Linked DNA regions of Hordeum vulgare: region 2 is linked to region 1. Evidence: chromatin contacts called from public Hi-C data. All regions are on one chromosome and are shown on one strand. The core of a region is the stretch at or near the end of the contact, and the rest is flanking DNA. Distances in the headings are between cores, read along the strand shown.

Evidence for each region. A called contact is a pair of places that touch in the nucleus more often than the background predicts.
Region 2: a contact with region 1 is called in a Hi-C map of leaf, with 2.9 times the contacts expected there. The contact joins the promoter of LOC123400952 here to the promoter of LOC123401336 in region 1. A contact is called at or near these places in 2 of 6 Hi-C or Micro-C datasets (leaf and seedling).

Annotation. Positions count from the first base shown.
Region 1 is chr6H:46,796,132-46,798,831 of MorexV3_pseudomolecules_assembly, forward strand. It overlaps LOC123401336 (trichohyalin), which reads left to right and starts at 1,441. Exons shown (of 10, transcript XM_045095120.1): 1 at 1,441-1,736; 2 at 2,080-2,143. The coding sequence starts at 2,117.
Region 2 is chr6H:47,437,772-47,440,471 of MorexV3_pseudomolecules_assembly, forward strand. LOC123400952 (WD repeat-containing protein 11-like) reads left to right here and starts at 1,377. Exons shown (of 21, transcript XM_045094667.1): 1 at 1,377-2,629. The coding sequence starts at 1,593.

The sequences.
Region 1 (2,700 bases), core at 191-2,690:
TCGAACGTGATATCTTTTTTTTCGTAGCTCGCGTGTTAGAAGGTAATCTTCCACTACCTAGATCTTTGCTCTGCTACTAGACTGATTGTTAGATAATCCTACACCACAACCAAGCTGCATGTTAGATGCCCTACTACTAGACTGACTGCTACCCAGAACAACAGAGCTCAACACTTTGTTCATATGACTGATTGGGAAACATGATAAATCATTTTAAACTGGAGACAACAGAGCTCTCTGTTCTACAATCTAGAACGCTACCTAGATCCTAAACTGCAGTGATTCACCATCTGAGGATTCGCAAAAATAGGGCTCGACAGCGAGGTGGAGGGGCTCAGGGACGATGTCGAGCAAGTCGACGGGGTCGTCTCTACCGTCAACGCCATGTCTGAAACAGAAACAGGGCGCTGGCCAGATCCCTCACAGCCATCAAGGAGCTGCTCTAGGCCGACGACGACGTGGTCGACTAGCTCGACTGCTACACGCTACAACACAAGCACCAGCTCCCGCAGCTCGCCAGGGGGCCGAGGTGCGGCGCCTGATTCCATTCCTGCAGCTCGCGAGGGGAAAAGGGGACGGGCGTACCTGCTTGGGGTGGTACTGGCCGCCGCCGCTACCGAAGGAGTAGTCGTCGTCACGGCGAGCCCCGGCCGCGCCGCTACCGAAGGCGTAGTCGTCGTCACGGCGAGCCCCGGCCGCGCCGTCGTCTATCGAGAGCCGCCACCCTCCCCCAGATCCAGTAGTCGCCCGCTCCTCTCAAACAGATCGTGCAACTTCGGACAGTTTCCTGAAACTACGCTCCAGTTTCAGGAAAACGGTCAGCTAGGTCGTTTCTCCGATGGATGCGGGCACGATCTGGTCCGTCAGATGGATGCCAGATCGACGGACAAGGACACGGATGATAGATCCACCGGATCAGTCGGTGGGACATAAGACTTTCCCATTTTTTAAAGCACGAAAAGTTTCTGAATTTCAAAAACAATTCTCAAAGATGAACTTAGTTTAATAAAAATAACCTTAGAAAAAAAAGGAAAAGAAAAGAAACAGAAACAGAAAAAAGAAAAGAAACGAAACAGAAAAAAGGACAAAAAAAAGAAGCAAAACCAGAACTGCTGTAGAGGGAGATGGGCTCGCCCACTTTGTCGCGCGCCTGTGCGTTCGGCCTACCAAATAGGGTTTTCCTACGGAGAGCACTTGGCGGCAGGCAAAAGTAGAAAGAAAGATGGGCCTCCAACGCTAGGCGGCGATAGTCGTATGGCCAGCAACTCTCAAAGAAGAGAGGAAGGCCCACCAGACCCGCAGACTCTTTCCAGAGACATCTATCCATCCAGCCAGCCCCAAGCAAGCAAGACGTCACGTCATGTCAGTTTCTTACCTCGCGGAAACGCACGCACGCGCCTATTTATAAACCGCCCGGCCTCCGACCCATTCCCCTCTCGCGGCCTCGCTGCTCCACATTCCCGACCCAACGAAGCAGCCCCTAAAGCCTCCCCGCGCCCGCGCCGGCGACTCCTCCTCCCCGCCGGCCTCCCCCCCGCGTCCCGCGACCGCGAGCCGGGCTCCGACCGGCTCCCGTCGGCCCCGCGCTCGCCCTCCGCCCCACGGCCTCCCGCGACGACTTCTCTCGCGGCGCCCCTCCTCTGATCCAGCCGCGGTCGCGCGGAATCTCGCCGGGACGAATCCGCCCCGCGCATACCCCCGCCGGCCCCGGAGGACGCGATTCTCTGCGCGCCGAGGTGAGCACCCGTGCCCGACGCCGCGAATTTGGGCCGGTTCGATGGGGGAGTGTCGTCTTCCGCGGCGGCGGCGTCGTCCCAGATTTGCGTTTCCCTGCCTGCGGAAACCCTAGATGGGGCCGCTCGTTTCTTCGCGTTTCGGGGTGGGGCTCGCGCGATTAGCTCTAGGCCACGTGGTCTGGCCCTCGACAGCGGGATTTCGGGGGCCGATTGCTGCTTTCCTGGCGCGTATTTCGGTGCTCTGGTCCCGGCTGGATGTTTTTTTCGCGAAGACTTGCACGCTCCGTGAAAATATTCGTGGCGCCGTATTGGAAACTCATGCGGATTGCTGGCTTTGATTCAGGAACTGCGACGCCGACGCGACGGGATCACTGGCGCAAATGAGCCGCTACGAGTATGAGACCAATGTAATAATCCAAGCCTTTAACTCCATTTAACTACTACTGTTTCTGCATCTATCATCTGTAGAAGCAGCTGGAATCATAGTTTGCTGGATATTCTGTTATGATCATGAACATGTATGCTCAATTCATTTGAAAAGGTTGAACTATAGCCATTTCATATGTGATAACTGTCAGTGCATTCCTTTCCCTATATATGAGACTAATGTAATTTAAGCTTCTAAGTCCATTGTTGTACTTTTGTTTCCGCGTCTATCATCTGTAGAAGCAGCTGGAATCATGGTTTTCTCGATATTCTGTTATGATCATGAACATGTATCAATGTATGGTTAATTCATTTGAGGAGGAGGAGAGGAACTATAGCCATTTCATCTGTGATAGACTGACAGTGTATATATCAGTCTAATATAATTTATGTTTCTAAGTTCATTGTAGTACTTTTGTTTCTGCATCTATCATCTGTAGAAGCAGCTGGAATCATGGTTTGCTTGATATTCTGTTATGATCATGAACATGTATGGTTAATTAATTTGAGGAGGAACTATAGCCATTTCATTTGCGAT
Region 2 (2,700 bases), core at 127-2,626, 640 kb after region 1:
TTGCGCGCCCTTCTACAAATTTTATGCCCATGTCGTTGGTTTTTGACTGATTTTGCTTCCGCGTTTCACCCTCACTCACTTATCCATTGTCTACACCTGGCACTCCCATGTAATGGTTGCTTGATCCATATGGATTTGAAGGAGTGACCTCACATAATGGAAAGAAGTTCATGTTTTTATTGCATCATTATTCGACCAAAGAAAGATCTAGCACCACATGGACTATGAAAACCGTCTGTTAACATAATCACATATTGCCGACTTAGGTACGTTCCACATACAAAATAAATTAGTGCACCTTGCTTGTGTGGCAGTGCAACAAATGCTAGCTGACATCCTTTTCAAGTTGTATAAAATAAGTTGTTTTAAAATAAAGTCATTGCATGTCTAACATAATGCGAGATCACATTATTGGGCTTGAACAACCTTATTTGCAATGTACCAATGTATCTATTAGGTACCGCTAAGGTGGCATCACCTTCTACTCTATTGATGGATTCTACTGGCAAACCCTATTTAGCGCTACAGGCGTCGGTTAAAGGCAAAATATGCTAACCAGCGCCTGCAGCGCTCCGTAATGAGCCATCCCATTTAGAAATTCTTTATGATCTTTTTTAGCCCGTGAACTTTTTTTGAAATTGATGAACTTTTTTGAAAATCGTTGAACTTTTTTTTGAAATCGATCAACTTTTTTGAAAATTGAGGAACATAATTTAAAATTCATGAACTTTTTTCGAAATCAGTGAACTATTTTTATAAATTGATGGACTTTTTTCAAAATTGATGGTGTTTTTTTTCGAATTCTGTGAACTTCTTGAAAATTCATGAACATATTTCCAAAAATCCGTGAACTTTTTTTCATAATCATTGAATTTTTGTCGCAAATCTGAACTTTTACAAATTGTGTGAACTTTTTTCGATTTTTAAAAAAACCAACAAATTTAATATGGACCGGCTCACGAAAAGGTCGCTGCAGGCACCCGTTCCCCTAGTAGGGCCTAAAGCGCGACATAGGAGGTCCCGATTCAACCAACGTGCCTTTCACCCTTCTCCTTTGCCATGACCATACTTATTTACATTTTGACATCCTTTATCTCCTTCTGTCCGAAATCCATCAACCGTGGATATTTGTTCATGTTTCTTACTAATCTCTTCGCTATCACTCGACATGGAAAGCATGGAAAGGGTCTAAATCCTTCTCGATTGCCGTGTTCATGTCCGGACCGCCGACATTGTGGTCCTCGGGCCGTCTAGTTGCAGCCATTGTGGCCCTTGAGCCACCAACTACACCAGGACGAAGAAGCTTATGGGTCCCACACGCGGTATACCATCTCTTTGCGCCTGTGAGGGCATACGCAAATCTCAAAGCACCGACTCATTTGCGACGGACCAGATCTCGTTCAGCCCCCTTGACCCGACAGGCCGCACCAGTCTTCCTTCCCGGTCTCCTCCCACGCAGCGCGCACGGGGCAGATCGACATCGACCCTCCTTCAATTCTCAAATCTCAATCCCACATGGTGCTCCGCGGCGAGATCTGAGAGAGAGAGAGAGAGAGAGAGAATCGTCGCCTCGCCCTGACCAGCCCCGGGCGATGATGGCCGCGCCGCCCGCCTCCCCGTCGGTGCGATCGCGCGGCAATGCGGCCGGCGGCGGCGGCAGCGCCACGTCGACGATGCTCCCGGGCCCCGCCAGCCGCAGCAACGGCGGCTGCATCGACCTCAGCACCTCGGGCCTCCTCGCGCACGGCGCCGGCAGCAGCGTCGTCGTCTCCGACCCGCGCTCCATGCAGCTCCTCTGCGTCCTCCCCATGCCCTCCTCCTCCGCCTCCTCGCCCGCCTCCTTCGTCACCGCCGTGCGCTGGGCGCCCACGGCCAGCGCGCCCCCACTCGCCGCAGCCGACGACGCCGCCGGCGCCGAGGACGATCACCGCCCGCTCCGCCTCGCCGCCGGCGACCGCCACGGCCGCGTCGCCGTCTGGGACGCCCGCGCGCGCGCCGTGCTGCACCTGCTCAGCCTCGACGAGTCCCGCAGCGTCGCGCCCGGCACCAGCGGGGGCGTCCAGGACCTCTGCTGGATCCACCACGCCTCCGGCTGGCTCCTCGCCTCCATCCACGGGCCCTCGCTGCTCTGCATCTGGGAGACCAGCAACAACCCCCGTGTGCTCTGGATGTTCGACGCCTCGCCCGAGTACCTCTCCTGCCTCCGCCGGGACCCCTTCGACGACCGCCACCTCTGCGCGCTCGGTCTCAAGGGCTTCCTCCTCTCCGCTGTGCCACGACATGACTCCGACATCTCGTTGAAGGAGCACCGGATCGTTTGCGGCGCCGGGGACGTGGCCGAGCTGCAGAGGCTGGAGAAGGAGATATCAGCGCCCGCGCCAGCCCCGGCGCTCGCAGCTTTCCCGCTCTTTGCGGCGAGGCTGTGCTTCTCCCCACTGTGGAGAAACATCCTATACGCCATATACCCTCGTGAGCTCGTCGTCTTTGATCTTAACTACAGCATTGCGCTCTCTGTTGCTTCATTGCCAAGGGGGTTCGGCAAGTTCTCGGATGTTATGGCCGATACTGATCTTGACCTGCTCTATTGCACGCATGCTGATGGCAAGCTGAGCATCTGGAAGCGCAAGGAGTAAGTTTGCGCATCTTGCAAATATATTTTACAATAATAATTGAGGAAGAACATCTAACTGAGAACTTGAC